Linked DNA regions of Mus musculus: all the other regions are linked to region 1. Evidence: chromatin contacts called from public HiChIP or PLAC-seq and capture Hi-C data. All regions are on one chromosome and are shown on one strand. Each heading gives the region's core, a stretch centred on a gene start, on an enhancer-like site or on the middle of the called end of the contact. The rest is flanking DNA. Distances are from core to core; before and after follow the strand shown.

Evidence for each region. HiChIP or PLAC-seq counts read pairs in DNA pulled down with a chosen protein or histone mark. Capture Hi-C pulls out chosen DNA fragments and counts their contacts.
Region 2: a contact with region 1 is called in a capture Hi-C map of embryonic stem cells, with 5 times the contacts expected there. The contact joins two enhancer-like sites. A contact is called at or near these places in 1 of 484 Hi-C or Micro-C datasets (bone marrow-derived macrophages), 2 of 115 datasets of contacts at active chromatin or transcription factors (both in embryonic stem cells) and 1 of 9 other capture datasets (embryonic stem cells).
Region 3: a contact with region 1 is called in an H3K27ac HiChIP or PLAC-seq map of embryonic stem cells, with 5 times the contacts expected there. The contact joins two enhancer-like sites. A contact is called at or near these places in 1 of 15 datasets of contacts at CTCF or cohesin (embryonic stem cells), 19 of 484 Hi-C or Micro-C datasets (cerebral cortex, cortical neurons, differentiating embryonic stem cells and 1 more), 5 of 115 datasets of contacts at active chromatin or transcription factors (all in embryonic stem cells) and 1 of 9 other capture datasets (embryonic stem cells).

Annotation. Positions count from the first base shown.
Region 1 is chr2:59,532,089-59,535,663 of GRCm38.p6, forward strand. No RefSeq gene overlaps it. Among named protein-coding and RNA genes, the nearest start is that of Gm39831, 22 kb to the left of the region's middle. Within about 2 kb of position 1,788, at least 31 of the 459 cell types and tissues checked have an H3K27ac peak or open chromatin away from gene starts, as enhancers often do. A contact at or near this core is called in embryonic stem cells, where this site is marked.
Region 2 is chr2:60,265,629-60,269,203 of GRCm38.p6, forward strand. The region is part of intron 2 of Cd302 (CD302 antigen); the gene reads right to left. Among named protein-coding and RNA genes, the nearest start is that of Cd302, 17 kb to the right of the region's middle. Within about 2 kb of position 1,968, at least 38 of the 459 cell types and tissues checked have an H3K27ac peak or open chromatin away from gene starts, as enhancers often do. A contact at or near this core is called in embryonic stem cells, where this site is marked.
Region 3 is chr2:60,048,932-60,052,506 of GRCm38.p6, forward strand. All of the region lies in intron 2 of Baz2b (bromodomain adjacent to zinc finger domain, 2B), which reads right to left. Among named protein-coding and RNA genes, the nearest start is that of Gm13572, 14 kb to the left of the region's middle. Within about 2 kb of position 2,035, at least 28 of the 459 cell types and tissues checked have an H3K27ac peak or open chromatin away from gene starts, as enhancers often do. A contact at or near this core is called in embryonic stem cells, where this site is marked.

The DNA.
Region 1 (3,575 bases), core at 538-3,037:
AGCGTGCAATTGGTTCGTTGTTGTTGCTGTTGTTGCTCTCTCTCTCTCTCTCTCTCTCTCTCTCTCTCTCTCTCTCTCTCTCTCTCTCTCTCTCTCACTTTTTCTTTCTTTCTTTTTAATTCCCAAGAGACAGTGGGATGCCATATAGTATATATTTTTCAGGTCCTTTCCATTCTCTTGATTTTGTGACACAATGAACTTCTCAATTTAATCTTTTGTAAAATAAGGATAATTTTACCAATTTTGATGAAGATTAAGTAGCTTATATAAGTTTAAAGAGCTTGGAAAAATAATAGCTGTTATTATTATTATTATTATTATTATTACCTCTTTTCTCTAGTCAAGGCATGACATTACAGCAATCTGGTGAGTCATTAATATGCCCTTTTTTCTTTTTTAAATACAAAGTCTCTCTATGTAGCTCTGGCTGTCCTGGAACTTGCTCTGTAGCTGCCCTCAAAATCCCAGAGATCCTCAGGCCTCTGCCTCCTGAGTGGATTAAAGAAAGGCACATGCCACTATGCCTAACTCATTAATATGTCTTAATAAAAATTTTAAATTATTTATTATTATTATTTTTGGTTGTGGGGGGCAGTGAACGTGGGCATGCATGTGTTATGGAGAACACGTAGAGGGAAGAGGACCTCTTCAGGAGTCGCTTCTCTCCTTCCCAGCCGTGTTCTGTGGATCCAGCTTAGCCCCTCAGGCTTGGGAGGCAGGTGGGCGCATTTACCCAATGTGTTATCATCTTTTCCTCTGTGCTGAGGACTGACTCATGCCAAGCAAGCACTCTGCCATGAAGCTATCTTTATTCCAGACCATTGACAAATTTTTCAGTTGGCCTTGCCCTAAGTCTTTTCTTTACCCAATTTTTAACTCTTAGCAACAAAGCGCCGTTAAAAGCAAGTACTGCCCTTCTTGAGCTCAGTTCCCAGTACCCATGCCTCGTGGCTCACAAGCATCTACACCCCAAGCTTATATTCCAGGGAGAAGCCTCCAGCTTCCCTCCTCATTGGCTGAGCACAGCACTTTGCCAAGATGGAGGTCTAGAAGATAGAACTCCCCTCATAGCCTCAACGGCTTGAAGCCAGTGTTCCATTAGCCCTAAAGCCAAGAACTGAACACATCAGCTTGGCACCTGGAATCAGGTCGATGCTCCAGCCACAGGTCCTTTGCCTGGATCCATGGAAGTCAGACCCAGCTTTAGCTCCTTCTAACATGCTTAGCAGCATGATCTGTGATGGAGGAAGGCATCTTTGGGGGGCAAATGCCCACATTTAATGCAACTTTAGAGTGTCCTTTTATCTACTTCCAGCTAGAATTTCATGATGTAAAATGACCCTGACTGGAAGCATCTCTGCCCACTCGTTTAACCTTTTAACTATGGCGCATGTGTGTGCTGTAGTTACACAAAAGAGCAGGTAGCTTCCCCCCACCCCACCCCACCCCGCCCCCGGACCTTGGTGGTACTCATCACAGGCCTTTCTGAGCCTTGGCCATGGCTGCAGAACATCACAAATTCTGCTGGCGTGGGGGAGGAGGCCCCCTGTGAGCGAAGGGACAGATGGATGCAGAAGATGAGGCTGAGCATCCCCACCCCCTGCCTGGCTTGTCCTGGCAAGTTCTCTCACTCATGAGACACAGCCTAGGGATTGCAACAGCCACCTACCTCCCTGGTGTCCCCACCCCCACTCTCTCCCACTGCCACTTGCCCTGTATGAGGCGTCTCCCCCTCAACACAGAATCCTTTTCCACAGGCTGCTTACGGCTCCTTGGTCGGCTTTGTGTGCGACTGGAGGCAACGCGGCTCTTCAGCCTGGCCTAGGGCCCTCCTGTAGGATACCAGACACAGTGTTCCTGGTACCCCCTCTCTAGACTCTACCTTGAGCACCCAGAATCTCAGAGTTTACTATTCTTTCCTCTTGCCTAACTCTTATTCACCCTTCAAAACCTGCTCAAGTCCTTCCCTCTAGAAAGACTTTCCCGAGTCCTTTATAGGAAGATATGTCACCTCCTCAGGAGCCCCTTCCTGGAGCGGAACATAGCGCTCATGGGAAAGGAGAAACTACCTTAACTGTGATATGGGGCCTCTTGCCTCTGGAATCTTCTGGCTTCCCTCTCAGGTGCCCTTTCCACTCTGAGGTCCCTCTCCATCCACAGAGGCCCCGCAGATCAAAGCCAAGCGTCTGCTCGAGTGTGGCAGTGTGCGGCATATGAAGTCTTTACAGCGCTGTTGTCTAATCTGAGAATGAGAGGTTGGAACCCAAGGGCGCTGCAGATTCACTGCACTTCTAATTGTCTCTAAGTGATTAAAGGAGCAATTAGAAACCTAGGTGTTCCCAAACAGTAGGAAAATCACTTCTGAGTAGAGGCCCTGTTGGAGGTTCACGTGACAACCTGTTTATCTGTGGCCGCAGCCTAGCAGCAACAGCAGCTCGCCTGTCCTTCCTGACACAACACCCCCACCACTGTGACTCAAAGCTCCCTTCAGAGTTGCCAGCTGGGCTCCTGTGGCTTTGCTGTATTAACTTTGATGCCTCCCCCGCAGCCACCGCTGCTACAACCTGTGTTGTCCAAATTGTTCGTGTCTTACCAAAACAAAAAGTCTCCTCTTTCCTCATTTTCTGGGCCACCACACTCTGGACTACCTGAAGAGCCAGCTGGGGCCTGAGCATTTTGTGTTGGTCTCTCTTGGGGATTCTTAGAGACACTGTGACTGAAATACATCACACAACTCTAGGGGGCCTCCTTCATGCTAGGGTCATTATAGACTTGAGCACACAGTAGGATTCTTTTCTTAATCCTATGAAGTTATCTATCTATTCACATATTCATTTACATATCAGAGTTTCTTGGGATGTTTCTCTCTCTCAGCTATTATGAATAATACCAGTATGGGTATGAGTGTACAAATTAAAATTGTTTTGAGACCAAGTGTTGCATGTAGCCCACACTGCCCTCAAAATTACAAACTTCCTGCCTCTGCTTCCAGAGTTTCAAAATTACAGGCATATAATCCCATGCCTAGCTTTTAAAAATTTAATAACACAGCAAAACATTTCATGATGGCTGACTCCTTTGGATCATTGTCCTGGTGCTGGTTGTACAACTTTGACTTTGCGATGAGCTCATGCTGTGTAGATAGGATCTTACTGTGTTGTCTGGGCTGCTTTGAACTCCTAATTCAAGTGATGCTTGGGCCTCAGCTTTCAAAAAAGCTGGGACCCTAGACATGTGCTACCGGCCACAGGTAACTCCTTTGGGTCCTTCAAAGAGTCTCTGAATTGTTTATTTAATCTTACTATCTTTTGTGGATTTGAGGTCACGGTCACATGGCCCTATTGTTCCCAACACTATAGCTGTAAGTTCTTTAAAAATATTTTAAATATATATTTATATATAATTTTTATACACTTATTCATAAGTGTGTGTGTGTGTGTGTGTGTTCATTGTGAAGAAGGAAGGGCATGGGTATGTGTGTGTAGGTCAAAGGATAATTTGCAAAACTCAGCTTGTTCACATGTAGGTCTTTGGGAATACAGTCAGGTCACCAGACTTGGCTACTATCCTATCAG
Region 2 (3,575 bases), core at 718-3,217, 730 kb after region 1:
TTGAAGGGAGTTCACTCTTAACTCAGAAAAAGACACCATTTAAACACAAGACCAATTTAACAATTCCCAAGTAGGGTCCTTGCTTCAACAAGAAGCCCACCAGAAGCTCACAGCCTTCTAAACAAGTAACCAGAATCAGGCTGCAAAACATCTCAGTGTTTTAAAACCAATTTTACCTAATTTGCTAAAATACATTTGAGCCATACAGGAGGCCAGTCAGCCACTTTTGCTTGTGTACGATAAACAGTTGCTCATCTGATAAATACATAGGTTGTATTTTTAATAAAAGGGTAAACAAGGTTTGACAATGCGCTAAGGTAGGGTCATGTCTTTTTACGGTTTACAACCTCCAATCCAGTTTACGTTATTAGGATCTATGCTTATGTCTAATGTAACTACTGTACATTGTTGAGAAAGAGGAAGGTACCCGGCATGGCTGTGCACCCCTAAAATTCCAGCACGTGGGAGGTGCAGGCAGGAGGGTCATGAGTTAGAGCGGAGCTGGAGACCAACCTGGGCTTTCCAGACCGTGTGATGACCTTGTTTTGAAACAGATGTAGAGACTGCAAACAGTTTTTTGAGAACAGCTCATTTAACAAATCTCTTAAGGCTAGCGACATTGCTGTTCTGCTCAATTCCCAAGAAATAAACTGGGTATAATGGAAACTGTGTCTCCCCCCTACTCCTTGCCCCTGCTAAAAGCCAACATGTCAACACCATTTAATAGCTACCAACTTTTCCAGGGGGAATAAATGTATTTATGTACAATGTGGCCATGCAGTCTTGGTACACACACTTTTTTTTAATGATTTATTTTAATTTTATGTGCATTGGTGTTTTGGCTTCATGTATGTCTGTGTGATAGTGTTGGATCCCCGGGAACTGGAGTTACAGACAGTTGTGAGCTGCCATGTGGGTGCTGGGAATTGAACCTGGGTCCTCTGGAAGAGCAGCCAGTGCTCTTAACCACTGAGCCATTTCTCCAGCCCACTTTTAATCTCAGGTCTCAAGAGTCTGAAGCAGGAGGATCAAGCACTCCAGACCAGCCTATGTACAAAACCAGAGCCTGTCAAAACCACACCAAACTATGTGCTAGCTCAATAAAACTATATTTCCATTTATTCCTTTCTATAATGAATATGATTTTAATTAAATATAGGTAGAAAACGTTATAGTCTTTCAAAATGTTTTACTTGTGATTTTTCAGAAATTGTGCTTCTTATTTAATTTTTTTATGAGAGGGTTTATTATATTGGCTTATATGAAATTCTATAACGCCCATTTGCAAACTGGAGAGCTAAGGGGAGCTACTAGTGGCTAAGTACAAGATGCCTTAGAACAGGGCCTACATCTGGGGCTGAAAGACAAGAATACTCCTAACAATAGTGTGAGGCCCAGAGTCAGAGGCTGAAGAGGCTGCAATCAGGTCCAAGGGATGCAGCAACCACATCTGCTTTTGAAAGAAGAACGAGAGGGGGAGGACATGTGTCCCTCTGTCCTGTCTACTTACTTGCTCCAGCTGACTAGATAACACCTACTCACTCCAGGGCAGGCGCTTGCATACTGTTTGTGGATCCATAGGCTTCCCCCGACCCGTTCCATGTGGACACTCTCGTAAACATCCCCAGAAGTCATTTACCAACTATCCCGGGCACCCCTCAATCCAGTCAGGTTGATGACTGGAATCAGCCGTCATGGTGGGCATTTGTTTCTGTTTTCACACCCCACCCCACCCCCAGTGACATTGGGGACTGAAGTAGCCCTTATTTTTTGAGACAGGGTTTCACCATGACAGCTCACAACTGTCTGTTGGAACCCCTGGTCATCCTGCTTCTATTTTCTAATTGTTGGGATTATAGCTGGGCGTCACCACACCCAGACACTTCCTTGTCCCCTCCCCTTTACCCCCTTTCACTTTGTAACCTTGGTAGCCTGGATCTGCCTGCCTTTGCCACCAAGTGCAGGGATTAAAGGCAGGGAGGCCTCTCTAAGTAATGGAGTTGGGAGTTTCAAAAAAGTGTGATGAGGTAATCAGGTGGATTCTTAGTTCCACCACAGAAGAAAAAGCCCCTTTAAGGAACTCAAGGCCAGTCCCACCAGCTCATATTTCACCCTGAGGTCTGGTGGTTTTAGATTTAACTAAAGGAATGTCAAGACAACAAGAGGGTAACAGAAGCTTGTCTTTGGGACAGAGCCAGATACATGAGCTGTCTCTACTCCAAGCACACCTTTAACAGGACGGGTAAGCAGTTCACTGGTGGAGCACACACATGTGTGGGGACTTGGGCCTACAGAGAGAATTCCAGGACACCCAGGGCAGCAGGGGCAGGCTGGGGCAAGGGCACACTCAAGGAGACAGAAATTTTGTTGGGGTCCTCTGACAAATGCTTGTAATCTACTCAGGAGACTGAGGCAGGAGTTTAAGGCCAGGCTGGACAATGTGCATAATGAAAATCAGTCTTTAAAAAAAAAAGACATTTTGCTGAAAGTGTGAGATATGTCTGTGGTCCCAGCTACTGAAAGGCACTTACCTGCCTACTTAATCAGCGAGAGAGAGCCTGTGTCAAATATTACTTGTTAAATTTGAACTGTAGAGCTGAGATGCTCGAGTGGGTAAAATGTTTGCCTCACAAACATCAGGACTGAATTCAGATGACCAGAACTCACTGACATTGATGCCACAGCCCATGTACGAACTCACGGTGTCCCTGGGGCTAGACAGGAGGTAGAGACAGAAGCCTCCAGAAGCCCACAGCCAGCCGGCCCAGGCATCTGAAGCAGTGAATAACAAGAGACCCTGTCAAGCAAGATGGAAGGCAAGGACCCACTGCAGGCTGCCCTCAGTATTCAGCCACATCACTGACATGAACAACAGAGCTGCCTTGGGGGTGGGGGTGGGGATGGGGGGGTTGTGGGGCTTTTTGTCTGTTTGTTATTCTATAAAATCATTTAAACTTGTTACTGAAAGGAAATAAAACTGTAATTCATGTAATGTATGTTAAATAGCCCAAAGAGTTGTTTCTGAGCTTTGAAACCTGGGGCTGAGAACATAGCAGAACAGACCAGGACATGCCCGGGCAAGCCCATCGCCTCCCTAGCTCCCACCCCTCTGACCTAAGTTAAATGTTACAGGCTGCTGATGTTTAAATGGACCAATCATGTGAAACCTCGCCAATTCCTCCCCCAGCCCCACTCCTTTTCTATAAAAACCCCTAGCTTCCAAGCCTCGTGGTCGAATCCACTGTCTCCTGTTATGTGAGATACGTTTCGACCCGGAGCTCCGCCATTAAAAAACCTCTTGTTGTTACATCAAGGTGTTGTGTTCTATTCGTGATTCTTGGGTGCACGCCGAATCGGGAGCTGAGTGGAGGTTTCCCCACTGAGTTCTTTCATTACATGTTATGAAACTGGAATCCAAAGAGAACAATTTGCCAAGACATGTAATAAGCATTGACTTTGCATTTAGGAATCCTATAAAAGGAGGGGGGTGTTTGTTGTTTGTTTCTTTTACAGTAAGTTGGTATTGTCAGTAAATTGTACGGGGCCGTTAAGAGCCGAGTTGAGGATTAAGACAA
Region 3 (3,575 bases), core at 785-3,284, 520 kb after region 1:
GAACTCTCTCTGTAGATCAGGTTAGCCTTGAACTCAGAGATCTGCCTGTCTCTACTTCCTGAAGTGTGAACTGTCCAACATCTGAACGTTTAAAAATAAAAAAATCAGCCTGATGCAGTGGTAGACACTTTAATCCAAGCACTCAGGAGGCAGAGGCAGGCAGATTTCCATGAGTTCCAAGATGGCCAGAGCAACAAACACAGTGACACCCTGTCTCAAAAAAACAAGGCTCAGGACTCAGGAGGCAGAGGGAGGGGGATCTGTTTGTTCAAGGCCAGCCTAGTCTGCAAATCAAGTCTAGAACAGCCAAGTCTAGAACAGCCAAGGCTGTTACACAGAGAAGCCCTGTCTCGAAAACTGAACTTAAAAAAAAAAAAAAAAACCTGCATGTGCATCACCTACTTTAAAACAGTTAAATGATTCTAAACGTAGGGAGTGGTGAGTACTGGAAGCTGAGGCAGAAGTTCAGATAAAAGGAACAGTTTATGAAAGATTTCATGAGCGTCCACAATGCCAGCAGTCAGTACAGGAGTTTCGGCAGGAGAGTGACCTAGTTAGCTCTGTGCTATCAGTTAAAGCAACACTGAGAGATGGATGAACAGCGCTCAGCAAGAGGCATCAGGCTCTCAGCTTATTGCCACAGGCACAATGAGACATCATGCCATCCTCCAAGAATACTTAGGCTTTCAGCTTGAGAGTAGGAGCTCAGGTCTGGCCTCAGCACTGGAGAGATTGAGGCAGGAAGATCTCAAAGGCAGTCTGGACTAGAGAACAAGACCTTGGCGCGAGCGCGCGCACACACACACACACACACACACACACACACACACACAGGATTTAAATATCATAGAGAAGAATATACTTGGAAAATATTTAGAAAGAAAAGGAAGGAATCGTGAAAAAAAGATGAATGTTTAAATAGAAGAACAGGCTCCAAGAGCTGCCAAGAAAAAGCAAAGTCACTGTGCAAGACCAAGTTTTGGGAAATACAGTACTAACCTGTAGTTAGTCTCTAGTACCACCTAGGGTGCGTCTACCACAGCATGTACGATGCATTTATAAGATATCCTTTGAAGGGTCAAACATGTTGTAAATTCTCAAACACAGAGATGCCCAGGGACAGCTGCTACATGAAAGAAGCCTCTTCTACAATGCTGCTTTCCACTTCCCCTTCCTTCGCAGCTCTTCTCTTCCTTCCTAGCTCCCTCCCTCTAGTTCTCCTTGGTTTTGAGACAGAATCCTAGGCTCAAACTCAGAATATTCTGATCAGAGCTTTCCAAACTGCCTTTACCAGAATGTAATGTGTGCCTGGCCTAATTTAACTCTCCCAGCTTTACTTAACCATGGAAACTTCGCTTTATTTAATGCTCCATACAACCAATGTTCTAACAAAATTACTTTGGAAAACACTGGTTGGACAACAAGAATCAGGTAGGACGGCTCATGCCTGTAAATGAAGCATTAAAGAGGCAGGAGGACATCATGAATTTGAAGCCAGCCTATGCTACAAAAATGAGTTATGGGCCAGCTAAAGCAACAATGCAAAATGTTGTCTTAAAAACTTAACAACAAAAAGACCCAAATAATATAAAAGCTCTCTGACTCCCTTTTTACTTTGCTGGACACTCACAGAACTCCATCTGTGCTGGTTCGCTGGTCCTCCTTGGAACGCACCAAATATTCGCCTTTGGGACTGCAACTAAACCACTTTCTGGTTAGAAAAGCCTTAGGAGAGTGCTCTTTAACTCCCCTGAACTTCAGTCGAGAGACCTGGCTGGTAAGAAGGTGTGTCCCTGTGTTTTCAATTGTTAAAAGAGCTAAGTGGGGCAGGATTTTGGTATTGTCATTTCTACAGACCCATCTCAGGTTTTCTATATGTAAAAGATAAGAAGAAAGCTGCCATTGGAAAGGTCAAACAGCTCAGTGCCCAAGGCCAACCCTAAGAGACATCAAAAGTTGTGTTGCTGCTGACTGGTTTGGACTAGAATGTGGGTTCAGGGGCGGGACTTCTAGGCAGACGATGAAGGAAACGGAAGGCCTAAGGAGCTGAATCCGGTAGTGAGAACTTAAGTCAAGAACTTAAGTTAGTAGCTCGCTGAGAGACTGCCCCAGCAAAAGGCCAACTGCTTTAAAACAGATACAACTCTCCTGGTCTTAGTTAAACCTTACAAGGCTCCTCGAAAGCCCCCAACACACTCACAGCCATGAACTCACTTTATTTCTCTTCACAGTGCTGACTGTCCCCCAGCAAATTAAACCTTATCTTGCCTTTTACCCACAGAATAAGTCACGTGAGTCTTTGTGTAGTCCTCTCCTCTTTAACCTTACCACTATCTATAAATAGCTACTTACTAATCAGCTGTTGAATAATGCAGTTACTATCATTTAAACTGTCTGAGTATAATGATAGCAACAGGTGAAACTGCCACTGAATATTCACAAGGGGTGGTTACCTCACTCAGGATATTCTGCTCATATTCTTCATATCTATATTCTATGTAAAACGCATGACTGTTTTAAAAAGTTTTCAGGATTTTGCAAAGCTCAAATTTTTCTAATTTTCTCTTCTGCAAAACAATTATAAGACTTTTTATCTTCTCTTTATAAAATGCACAGACAGGATTTTAGTATATCTTATGGTAGAAATTCTCCCTTAACTGTAGACACTGGGTCAGGCTTGTCAGTCTGGACCTGAAGTTGTAGCATGCACCATCTAAGGCAAAAGGCCTTTTTCTCCACTGAAACCCATGACTCCCTGTTCTAACTCTAGAGACTGCTAAGTGCTATGGTAGATTTCAGATGTGTGGTGTTTCCATTACTTTCTAATGCTCATTAGTTATTGAACTGAACCGTTCTCTATATGGTAATATATACTCTCACAGGTACTTACAACTCCACTAAAAATCAAAATGAATTCTCACAGACATGTACAAGAATTTTTTCAAAATATCTCAGAATACAATCTACAAAATGTTTTAAGTATTTTAATATCAAGTGCAGTATTTCTAAACTGACATCAGTCAACACAATACAAAATAGACTCTATTCAATTAGCAATCAAGTTCTATCCTGATAAACACAGTGGAAGGGAGAAATGTTCTCAGAGGAAATATACACAGTGTAACATAGACCACTGCTGTTTAACCTTCTGACTTCACAGCCGACAGGCCAGTGGCTTACTTCTGGCCATTCTACACCAAGAGTATCTTCCCACCAATTGCTAGCCCAGCAAAAGCTCAAAATTCAAACTTTCAAGTGGAGTGACTGCTGAGTGCGCACAGTGCTCCATGGCGTTACAGAGCTGAAAGGCATGGGGTGAACTGTCCATTGTGGGTGTGCGACTTGTATGAGCCCTCCCTTGCTCAGGACATTTCCAAGGTGGTTACAAACCTGGTGCTCATCACTTCATAGGCCATGCAAAACAACTACAAACTTTTGTTCACTCTAGTGATCACGTTAGAATGAAAGCTGCGATTTTAACATTAAAAAATAATACCTGAAGCTGAATAATACATAAGACTCTCAGTTGCTTTTATTATAGAGATATTATGAAGTATGTGCCTTCTATTTAGTAT